2 separate regions of the Rattus norvegicus genome follow, and region 2 is linked to region 1. Evidence: chromatin contacts called from public Hi-C data. All regions are on one chromosome and are shown on one strand. Each heading gives the region's core, a stretch centred on a gene start, on an enhancer-like site or on the middle of the called end of the contact. The rest is flanking DNA. Distances are from core to core; before and after follow the strand shown. Region 1 holds the start of Pmpcb (peptidase, mitochondrial processing subunit beta). Region 2 overlaps Napepld (N-acyl phosphatidylethanolamine phospholipase D).

Evidence for each region. A called contact is a pair of places that touch in the nucleus more often than the background predicts.
Region 2: a contact with region 1 is called in a Hi-C map of the A7r5 cell line, with 5 times the contacts expected there. The contact joins the enhancer-like site here to the promoter of Pmpcb in region 1. A contact is called at or near these places in 11 of 12 Hi-C or Micro-C datasets (the A7r5 cell line, the Rat2 cell line, Schwann cells and 6 more).

The regions. Positions count from the first base shown.
Region 1 is chr4:14,198,801-14,204,694 of GRCr8, forward strand. It overlaps Pmpcb (peptidase, mitochondrial processing subunit beta), which reads right to left and starts at 3,784. Exons shown (of 13, transcript NM_022395.2): 1 at 3,670-3,784; 2 at 1,517-1,657; 3 at 706-792; 4 at 220-349. The coding sequence starts at 3,768.
Region 2 is chr4:14,282,936-14,289,099 of GRCr8, forward strand. It overlaps Napepld (N-acyl phosphatidylethanolamine phospholipase D), which reads left to right. Exons shown (of 5, transcript NM_199381.2): 4 at 407-521; 5 at 5,543-6,164. The coding sequence ends at 5,677. Among named protein-coding and RNA genes, the nearest start is that of Armc10, 21 kb to the right of the region's middle. Within about 2 kb of position 3,251, at least 6 of the 93 cell types and tissues checked have an H3K27ac peak or open chromatin away from gene starts, as enhancers often do. A contact at or near this core is called in the A7r5 cell line, where this site is marked.

The DNA of each region.
Region 1 (5,894 bases), core at 2,534-5,033:
TGGGGAGAGCCATGTGTCAACCATGTACAGGAATCCCTCGTCAAGTCTTCGATCTGTTCTCGGAGGCAAGAATAGGAACAGATGCCTCTCTGGGTTTTCTGTCGCTGCTGCTGCTTCTTACATTTCTGTCAGTTTTACGATAGACATGCAAAAGCCGCAGTGCTAGATTACGACTGACCCTTCTGAAGATCACATTCCCAGCAGTATGGCTAACGATACCTCTTGGCAAATCTTTGGAGAAGGCTTTGGCGTAGTAGACAGTCTGCTCTCTGGAGGTATAGGCATTGAGATGGGCACCCATGTTCTCAATCTCAAGTTCAAGGTCTAACTGGGACCTCTTTTTAGTGCCCTTGAAACAGAGGAGAAAGCAGTTAGGATACTTTCCTTTTACCCTTCATCTATTCCAAACACACCAGGTAATAAGTACACTGAACAGAAGCCCGTGTCAGTCATGCAAGGACACGTTTGTAAGGTCTATTAGGCTTCCAAAAATACTCACTAAAAATGGCTTTTGTATTCCTATATCCCGAGAGAACCCTGCCTTCAATATCAGAAAGTAATTATCATAGATTATCTCAAAAACAATACTGGAAAAATAAAAGCAGCATGCAGCATGCTGTTGAAGTAGGTCTTGTCCGTAAACACAGTATCTATGCTGACATCATCGTTCACAGAGGACGCCTCTGAGCAAGGTTCGCAGCTCACCTTGAAAGCCATGTGCTCCAGAAAGTGAGCGGTGCCATTGTTCTTTTCATTCTCATACCGACTGCCAGCATCGATCCACAGCCCAACCTGCATGAAACCCAACGAATTAGGCAAATTCCCTGCATCTGGAGAGAGGGCTCCACAGCTAAGAGCATCCGCTGTTCTTACAGAGGACCTGAGCTGTTCCCAGCACCATGTGCGGCAGCTCACGACCATCGGTAACTCCAGCTCCAGTGTCCGAGACCACACAGTTCAGACTTAGCCAGGTCGTGGTGTTACATGCCTCCCATGGGAGGCCTTGGGAGGTAGAGGCAGGCAAATCTCAGTTTGAGGCCAGTCTGGTCCAGGGCTACACAAAGAAGCCCTGTCTTGAAAACAACAACAACAACAACAACAACAACAGAATACAAGTATCAGACTCAACTTCTTAAGGTGGCTCATTTAGTTCATCCAATTAACAGCTGTGGCAGCAACATCAGGGACTGTCAGAAGGTTGGGCTCGAACGCGCGTATAAGCTTTATAACCTCAGACACAGCCATTTGACTTCCCCTGAACTTATCAAAGACACATGAGGTGAGTTTTGGATGCCGTCTGTGGGGAAGCTGATTAGCCCCACCAACATCAAAAACAGACGTCAACAGTGAGAGGGGCTCACGGGACCGGCACAAAAGTAGAACTGGAGAGGAAGGCTCGAGCTCCGAGAGCCTTGCCAGGCAAAGTAATCAACAAACCACCAGCCAACCAGAGAGCTGCAGTGCGTCTGCTCCCTCCCAGCTGAGGTACCAAGTAAAGGCTGTAGCAGTCACTTACGGTGCATGTTGAGATCCCAGAGTTTTCAGAAGCTACCCTGAGTCCATTTTCCAAACAAGTGACTTGTGTCTCAGGAACATTCAGAACAACTTGTGGAGCAGCCTGTGTACTTCTGAGTCGGTCCCCTCCAAAGTACAATGGCTGATGGGTGTAGAAGGAAAGGAGAGCAAACATTACTATGCTGGCATCACTGTCAATCCAAAAAGCAAAAACCCTCAAAGAGACTCACCCAAAACACACTTTCCTAGACTGGGGGGAGGGGAGGCATGTAATCAGTGTGTGAGTGTGTGTGAGTGTGTGAGTGTGTGTGTGTGTGTGTGTGTGTGTGTGTGTGTGTGTGTGTGTGTGTACCATTGGCAGAAAGCATGCAGAATGAGGACCCAGTTCTGGACAAAACTAAATTCTTTCCTCAACTTTGGTTCCACTGGGCTCTAGCGCTAGCCTAGTGTGATGGTTTGTATGTGCTTGGCCCAGGGAGTGGCAGGATTAGAAGGTGTGGCCCTGTTGGAGTAGGTGTGTCACTGTGGGTGTGGGCTTTAAGATCCTCATCCTAGCTGCCTGGAAGCCAGTCTTCTAGCAGCCTTCAGATGAAGATGCAGAGTTCTCAGCTCCTCCTGCACTGTGACTGCCTGGACGCTGCCATGCTCCTGCCTTGATGATAATGGACTGAATCTCTGAACCTGTAAGCCAGCCCCAATGAAATGTTGTCCTTTAGTTGACTTGCCTCGGTCATGGTGTCTGTTCACAGCAGTCAAAGCCTCCTAAGACACCTACTTAACCAACTGTTCTCCCAAACAGCAACACCCCAGGAACATGCCCTTCTCTCTGGGAACAGGAGCAGTTACTACATTACCCCACACAGACACACCTGATTCAAGCGCCTCTCTCAACAAATGTTTCATAATCACTGAGAAAAAAAGGAACTGAAATAAAAATATAAAACTGACTGTACATATGAAACAAGATGCTACTGTTCACAAAGGACATGTGTGGGCAGAGACAGACGGAAACATGGCAGGTGCCTCACGTCCTCTTTGGCCAACTGGTTTGACTACAGACGCTTCACCATTCAGCAGCGTTTTCATGTTGGAATGAGAAAACCATATTTGCTAACCCTGAGACTGACCTAACCACTAGGCCTGTACAGTACTGTGGTGGTGTGAATAGAAATGCTCATAGATTTGAATACTTGGTCATCAGGGAGAGGGACTACTAGAAGGTTGGAGGAAGTGCGTCACTGGGGTGGGTTATGGGGTTTAAAATGCTCAAGCCAGGCCCACTGTCTGTCTGTCTCTGTCTATCTCTTGCCAACCCTGATGTAGAACTCTTGGTTCCTTCTCTGCCAAGCCTGCCTATGTGCTGCCATGATGGCTTCCTTCCATGATGATCACGGACTAAACCTCTGAACTGTAAGCCAGACCCAATTAATGTGTTTTCCTTTATAAGAGATGCCATGGTCATGGTGTTTCATCACAGCCATAGAAACCGATACTTAAGAAACTTTTACTAGGGCTGGAGAGATGGCTCAGTGGTTAAGAGCACTGACTGCTCTTCCAAAGGTCCTGAGTTCAATTCCCAGCAACCACATGGTGGCTCACAACCATCTGTAATGGGATCTGATGTCCTCTTCTGGTGTGTCTGAAGAAAGCTATAGTGTACTCATATATATAAAATAAATAAATAATTCTTAAAAAAAAAAAAAAAGAAACTTTTACTAACCTGCACTGTCCTGCTTCTGTAACCCAAAGGCTTCCTGCTCCCTGACCAATCAATGTAACAGGACATGACTCTGCCCTGTTGTGTAGGGGAAGGCGGATCTGAGTTTGAGGCCAGCCTGATGTATGCCGCAAGTTCCAGGACGGCCAGAGATGTTGCCCAGAGAAACTCTGAGTAACAAATATGTCTCAAAATATCAAAAACAAAAGCAAACCCAACTTCAAATTGAAGCGCTTGTCCTGGTTTCCTTTTCTTGGGTGAGAACAGCCCGACATACAGTAACATTGGTAATAACTTACTAACACACACCGGGGTGGGGAGGGAGCAGCCGCCCCGCCCCCTCTGCGGCCCGGTCGCCTGCGCCCCGGGGCAGGGGATCCGGAGGCCCGGTCCAGAGCGCACCGGGAGCCTCTGGGGCGCGACGAAGCGAGGCTCACCTGAGCAGCGGCGGCGCGGAGCGGAAGCCTTCGCGTAAATCCCCACAGGCGCCGTCCGGCCACCGGCAACAACGTCCGGGATACAGCCGCCGCCGCCATCTCTGCTGTGGATAGGTGAAAAGGTACTTCCGGGTCGTGACTCCAGGTCCCAGAATAGGAAGCTGGCCCCACCTTGTGGCGGCAACGGGGATTGCAGCCTTTAAAATTCCTTTGATTCTGTGTCTGGACTTAGTACCCCCAGTCCCTTCACTCCTTGACTCCCTCCTCAGTTCACTCCAATAATCAGGTCTGTAGAAATGATGTGCAAGGCACGCATGGGACAAAGTGAAAGGAACCTGTATCCCCAGATGGTTGGAATTAATCAGAAAGAACCAGTACGGGACGGACAGAACACAGAGAGGAAAAGATGTATCTTTGTTGTTGCTCTAATGTTTATAGCTTTGCTTATTCCATTCCATAGGAATACCTTTGACGAGATTGCTACTGAAAGACAGACGCTTTACAAACCTAGTCTTACCTTCTGTTACCACGATTTAATGTCGTTTGCCTCCAAGTCTTAGGGCTCTGCCTAAACAAACTGCCTTTTCACGTTCCTGGGTGCCCCTTTATCCGCGTACCCTTTAACGAAACTAAGATTTGTTAAACAGACACCTCCTCCATTTGTCCCAGGGTTTGAAGCTTAACAAATAGCAAGCACGTTTTTTAAATTAAAATTTTTAATTTAATTTGTTATTATGGGAAGGGCGTGGGTGCGCACCACTGCAAACTATGGAGGTCAGAAGACAACTTTATGCAATCAGTTGCCCCTTCTCCCTCTACGTGAATTCTGGGGGTGGAACTTCGGGGGACAGGCTTGCCCTGCGAGTGACTTTACCTGGGAAGCAGAGACTATTACTAAGCTAATTTTACAGTGGGGACTCCTCCTGGCTGCCTAGCAGGCTGTTTAACACTAAAGAGTGTGCACTGTGGCTCTAGAAGTTGGGAGTTTGGTCTAACTTGTCCCCTTGTTGCCTAATGTCTGCTTCACGCTATCGTTCAGGTGTCCTTTTTCACCCGACGACCTGTCTTACCCACCCAGGCTCTCCTCTTATAAGATCCACCACTGAGCAACTAGGCATGAAAATTCCTTGGGCACCTCCATGTCAGTTTGTACAAAATAGGATTCCCGCCTTGCCCCTACATCTCTCCCCATAGTTGTAATAGCGAGCACCCAGTCACGGGTCCCTTCATCCTAACGTCCAAACTAGAAACTCCAAGTCATCTTTGGTCCCAGCCTCTGACCTCCTCATGTGCTCTGCCTCCAGCGGGTGGCGCTGTTTGCAAAGGTTGCGGACGGAACCTTTAGGAGGTAGAGCCTTCCAGCAGAAGTATGTCCTTGGGCACAGGTTTCACAGCCTGGTCCCACTTCCAGATCTCCCTGCTTCCGAGCCATGAGGCAGTGTGATAGCGCCTGTTCCTGCCGCCCCGCCTTATCCATCACGGGTGGATGGGTGCCCTCTGGAACTGCAGGTTATTTTATCACAGTGACAGTAAAGAAAACTGAACAGAGGCACTCTCAACACAGTTTGAATTTGCATTTCTCTGAAAGCTGTGGGTAGCGAGCATTTTTCCCCCAAATATTTGTTGGTCGTTTGTACTTTCATTTTAAAAATCTCTTTTCCATTTTTTGTGTGCATGCGTTGTGTATATTTTTGGTGGAGGAGCCACCCGTGCATACGTGTGTTGTATGTGTGTGCGCGCGAGTGCGAGAGCACAGAGGTTGCCTGTGAAGGTCACAGTGTGTGAAGCTGATGTTGGGAGTCATCCCTGACTACTCTCCTACCTTGTTCATGGAGTCAGACTCTCTCACTCAACCCCGAGCTCAGTGATATGGCCCTCTGGCCAGCTTGCTCTGAGGATTCCCTGCCTACCTTCCAAGGCTGGAATTAGAGGCAGGCCACGGAGCTCACCGCCATTTACTTGGGCTCTAGGAATTTGAACTCCGGTCCTCATATTTGTACAGCAAATATGTTCACCAAGGCGCTATCTCCCCACCCCCACCTCCCCCCAACCCCACACCTTATTTCTGGGAAATGCTTTCAGATTTTCTCTGTTTAGTGTAACGTTAGCTCTAGGTTTACTAGTCTTTACTATGTTGGGGTATGCTCCCTCTGTTCCTAGTTCCTCCAAATCATGAAAGGATTTCTGCACCTATTGACATGGTTATGTGATTTCTACCCCATTGC
Region 2 (6,164 bases), core at 2,001-4,500, 84 kb after region 1:
TCGAATACATGTATACAATTCTCAAACGATAAATGATGTGAAAACTGTGAATACAAAAAGCTGCTATGTTTTCAAATGTTCATAGTCCTGTGAAGAATCGTAGTGATTTAAATCTTATTTTATTTTTAACTGAGAGAGAGAGAGAGAGAGAGTGTGTGTGTGTGTGTGTGTGTGTGTGTGTGTGTGTGTGTGTCTGTGTCTGTGTCTGTGTCTGTGTCTGTGTGTGTCTGTGTGTTGTGAGCCACCTGATACGGGAACCAAACTCAGGTCTGCAAAACTAGTTTGTGTTCTTAATTGCACAACTCTCTCTCCAGATATGCAGACTATTAAATATTGATTAGGTGAAACAGCCGTTGGGATTTAGGCTGTTTTCAGAGATTGGATTAATTAATTGCTATTTTATCAGGTGGTTTATGAAATACCAACATGCTGACCCAGAGGATGCTGTAAGGATTCACATTGACGTTCAAGCCAAGAGATCCGTGGCGATTCACTGGGGGACTTTTGCCTTAGCTAATGAGGTAAGCTGGATTTAAACAAACAAACGACCCAGCTTTGACTGTTTGGCTGTGGGTGGGATTTCGGTATTGCTGACCGGCTTCCAGAGACAACACTGTGGAATCAAACTCCATACAGGTATAATGATCACCACATGAACCGGAGGGTGGACGTGTAATTATTAGTAAAATAAGGCTCGAAACAGTATGAATAAAGCCTGCGTGGCGTGCTGTTGCTTAGATTGACTTTCCAGGTAACAAAGTGTGTGCTTCTCCAGTTATCTCTGTGGGGCAGAACAGAACCGTCACATCCCACTCTCCAGACGCTTGTGGATCTGAACACACGGACATGGCCTGTTTACTTGAAGGCAGAAGGGCTGTAATGTAGGACAGATAAATGACTGGTCTCAAACACAGGGAGGGATCTGGAATTGCTTCATGGAAGATGGAAATTTTTTTTTCTCCATCTTTATTAACTTGGGTATTTCTTATTTACATTTCGATTGTTATTCCCTTTCCCAGTTTCCGGGTCAACATCCCCCTAGCCCCTCCCCCTCCCCTTCTATATGGTTGTTCCCCTCTCCATCCTACCCCCATTACCGCCCTCCCTCCAACAATCCCATTCACTGGGGGTTCAGTCTTGGCAGGACCAAGGTCTTCCTTCCACTGGTGCTCTTACTAGGTTATCCATTGCTACCTATGAGGTTGGAGCCCAGGGTCAGTCCATGTATAGTCTTTGGGTAGTGGCTTATTTTACCGTGGCCACAGGCAAGAAGGAAGGCATCTTTCCAGCGGAGGAAAGGGCAGAGCACAAGGGGCAGCACACGCTAGGAAGTAAGGAGTTAGCTGTTTAGCAGGGGAGGGGGTGGTGGAGGGCAGCCAGAGGGGAGAGCTGGAACAGAAGCATCTTGCCTATCAGTTAACTGATTAAGTGCTTGTCATCTCTGACATTGGGGTGAACGTGGTTTGTTCCTAAACTACCCCAGAAGAACTGACTCTTCCTCAGCGGATCCCCAGAGATCTGCTGCCAGCCTGGGTTCTGGGATCAGGCTAGTCTAGAGAAATGTCTCTTTGTTCCTGGATCTGAGACTAGGCCAAGTTTAAAAGTGTTAGAAGTCAATGTCCCCTAGGCTCTGTGTCGCCTGCCCCTCCTTCCTCCCAGGACCCCTCTGCACAGACACAGTGCTTTCTCGCTGCTTTTAGCCTTCTCACCCTGCCTTCTTTCTGGCCTGGTCCCCTCCTAAGATATGGTTTGTTCCAGGGTTACCAAATACGCTCCCTGCTTATTTCCCTAGCCCCTAGTTAAAGTGTTTTCATGGTGAAATAACCTGCATAACGCAGGGTCTTTAGCTGCGCTGCTGGAGGTGGAGTGGAGCAATAAGTAAAAACTGCAGAGCTGGGGGAAGGCTCGCCCACCCGAGGGACGTGTGCCTTTGGCAAGGGACAGGCTGCTGCACGTGTATGCTGCCGTGTGACAGCAGTTTCTTCTGCCATTTCCGTGTGCTGTGTGTGTGGACATCCCATGTGTATCCTGTCAGTAACCTAGCCTGAGTGACGGACTGTCAGGAGGGCTTCTTCGCCGAGACGGAGAGACAAGGCGAGGATCTAAACTTCAGACGTCAAGAATCACTTCACTGTTCAGTATTTAAGCACTGTAATGAATTATCTCTAAGAGTACAGTATAAGTAAAGCTTAGTTAAAACCTGAGTTGTAAAAGTATCTTTTATTCACCGGATGTAATTGTCATCTCTGAGGCTTTCTGCCTCTGTCTGCTAACCCAGGCCTAGTCCTGGAAGCTTCTAGTCTCCGTACAAGCTTACGGCCTAGAATGTTTTCAGCCTCTGAGACTTGCTGCTGAATAAACTCACCCTTTCTAGTTCTTTCTGAGCTCTGGCTGGGTGATTCAACTCAGCTGTTTTTGCTCAAAATTCCTCTCCAAGCTGACTGATTCAATCTGACTTCTCTCTCTTCTCTCCTAAATTGCTCTGCTTGGCCTCAAACTAACTCCAGCAGTCTGTTCCAACCTTCTCATCCTCTGGCTCCTCCTGTCTTCTCCTGCGTTTAGCTTGTTCTCTCCATAACCTGTCTCTGTGTAACTGTCCTGGTGAAACTGCCTCTTTTCTCCTTTTTCTCTCTCTGCACTACTCTGTTAAGTAGTTCCCTTTCGTCTCTCTTCTGAGAATTGGGCATAGCCTATTCTGTCAAATCTTTCTCTGACTCGTCACTTTGTCTGCCATTCAATTAGACATCACTTTCAAACCAGGTGCTTCCTTCTACAGACTAACTTTACCTTCATTGGGATTAAAGGTGTGTGCTGAGGGGGTGTCTGTATTTCAGCCAGGGGGATTAGAGGTGTGTGCTAAGGCTGGGCCACACCACAACTAGAAAGGCTTTTTCAGTAAATAACACAGTCCACAATCTTGGGATTCATAGTGTGATCAAATAGGCCGGAACGCCAAGTTATTTAGTAGTTAGTTGAATGCTGTCAGTGACCCTCTAAACGTAGCCCCAGATGGGCAATAAACAGGGAGGAAAATACCCACATTACATGTTAAGCCCCAAGAAAAGTTTCCTGGCTTTTATATTTTGTTGGTTATCTCATCTCTCCCGGTGAGGATGGAGTGTTGCAGGCAGCAGGCCTGATCCAGTCCTGCAATGAGGAGTAGCAGCCCAGCACTCGTGGCTGGGCAGTCTGAGGAGTTGTTTCTAGAGACCTTGACTCATGTAGCTGGGACTGTAAGCCACAGAAAAGAATTGCAGGTTAAGCCAGCGTCAGGGTGACTCAGTATTAAGAAGCATAAACACCAAGGGCAGATTTCAAGCACAGGCGTTCAGGAAGATATGCTTGGGGCTGGACAGATGGCCCAGTAGATGGAGGCATTAGAAGGTTATAAAGATTGAAGGCATACTTCTGGCTTTAACCTTGGTTCACTGGCTGTTTTATTCCTGTCTGGGATGCTAGTGTAATTGCTGTGCAGGCAGTCTTTACTGGGGATTTATTAGTTGTGTCTAAAGTTTGGACTCTCAGCCACTGGGGAATGTCTACTGGGGATTGGTGAAAGAGCCCGTCCCTTTTCTCAGGTCTTAATCTTCCTACTGTCTTGCTTCATTCACCTTTCTAGATCAGATCCTCCTCCCAGCCAAGGCCCCACCGTATTTACATATAAGCTGTCTCCTCATGTAGCCAGAACCACCTCCCTCCCGACCCTCATAGACAACTTGGCCTTCATTCCACACATTGCCGTGTAAAGTCTGCTCATCTCTATAGAGACAGTGACCTTTGCAATTTGAATCAAATCATGACATGGCGTGACCTGGGAGCCTCATGTTTGGGTGAAAACCTCAGCCTGATGCTTGCCCGCCGTGCCCTGAGCAGCCCAGGATATTTGGTTTACACTTAGGGGGACTTTCTTGGAAGGGCCCCTGAGATTGTCTTTAAAGTAGACTTCATATACAGCACACCTCCCCTCCCCCCACCCCAGAACAGAGTAACCCCTCAGATACTTTATTTCCCTTTGTGTCTGTCTCTATTAGAGAAGGTAAAGACTTTTGTCTGGCTCACTAGCTGGCACACTCTGTAGGTGCCTAGAAGGTAGTCCTCATAGAAGTGGGGGACGCATTCCCCACTGGTGATTGGTTCAGAGACTTTGACTTGTTTTTTAAATGCTACAGCCCTTTCTAATTAGGTAGGAAAAAAAGAAACTTCAAATGAATTAGAAACAAACTATTGTATAGCATAGAGATTTAGGTCAGAAGGGAAATAACTTCAAAAAAGGAGTGAAGTTGGAATGGGGCCTGGGAGAGGTGAGGGAGGGGATAAGGAGTGGATGTTATTGAAGTGGACTGTACACATGTATGAAATTCTCTTAAGAATTTACACAAATTAGTTAATTATTAGTGTGCTTGTACCTCTGGCAGTGTAGTTATACATTTCTTCTTAGTTTGTTCTTTTTACCACATTACGATTCTCTATAGTTTTCTGTTTTTTTTTTTTTTTCATGTGCATGAATGTTTTGCCTGCATGTATGTCTGTGTACCACGTGTGCCTGGTGCCCAAGAGGGCCAGAGGAGGGCGTTGGACTCACTGGGACTGTAGTTACAAAGCGCAGTGAGCCACCATGGGGCGGTAAGAATTGAGCCTGGGTCCTGTAGAAGAGCAGCCAGTGCTCTTAACCGTCGAGCCATCTCTCCATCCCTTCATGGGTGGAACTGTTTACCTTCATACTTTAAATTTCTTTATAATAACAATTTTATTCTACATTTAAGTACTTTCAAAATAATTTACACTGTGTGTTTGTACGGAGCACGTGCCATAGTATGAATGTAGAGGTCAGAGGGGGTCAGTTCTATGCATATACCACGTGGTCTGGGGATCTCACTGGGCCCAGGAGGGGGACATCTGGGATCTTTACCTGCCAGGACATTTTGCCAAGACACCTTGAACTTTTGAAGAAAATATTCAAGTGTGCAAAAAAACCTTCTGAAGCATTCTTTGTGCCATGTTTCGTGGTGCTAAAATCACTGTGGAAATGCAGGCAGTCAGGAGACTGCACTGCAGGGTCTGTTCTCGAGGGCCACCTTCATCCTGACATGGTTTGTTCATGGGGGGCTTTGTGGGTAACACCTGTCTTCATCCAAAAATCAGTGCTTGTCCACACAAACGCAGATGTACAGCGTCCCACATGCTCAATGCTCACATCCGGTCCCTAGCTTGATTCCCCGGTACTGATTCCAGCTACAGTGAAATCATATCATGAGATCGGGAACAGATTTTGTGTATTCTAATGTCACTGGTGCAAGGTGGCAGGCACATGTGTACACACGGACATTTGGATGGACTTATTTCTGTCTAGCACTCGACAGTTTTAGTGACTTCATAAGTGGCTTCACTTGGGTGAGGAGACGTGTTTGTCTGGTTTGCTAATGGTTCACTTAAGGGGATTGTTTTATGTGGCAACTTTTAGTGTGTTTAGTGTGAGTGCTTGTTTGGAGTAGCTGTCAGGTATCTGGATGCTAACTTTTCCTTTTCTTCCCATCTCTGCCAGCATTACTTAGAGCCGCCGGTGAAACTGAATGAAGCTCTAGAGAGATATGGACTCAAGAGTGAAGACTTCTTCATCCTGAAGCACGGAGAGTCACGATACTTGAATACCGATGATAAAGCCTTTGAGGAAACATGAAAGTCGGAATTATCAGTGGAAGCATGAAAAGACTAAGAAAGTAACAAATATTACGACACTTTCCACGAGGAAACAATTTCTGCAAGTGTGTGTTTTGTTCTGTATCATAACTTGCCAATTGATAAGATTTGCTTACATAAACTGTGGGAGTCTAGGGATGGGCTATTTAAGAAACTGTCCAATATGGACTTTAAAAAAATCATACCAATGATACAGACATTGCAAAATCTTATTTTTTATCAGAACACTCTATTTTAGTGGCAGTAAAATTTCTGAGGTTGTGAAAAACTGACATTACAGTTCTATTTCTTTTTCTATTCAGGGCTTTCTATAATGGTCAGTCAAGCTTTACCTACCGAGATCACACACAGACACACACACACACACACACACCACACCCCCACACACACACCACAACCCCCCCACACCACACACACACACCCCCACACCTCCCACACACACACCACACACACACACACTCTTATAG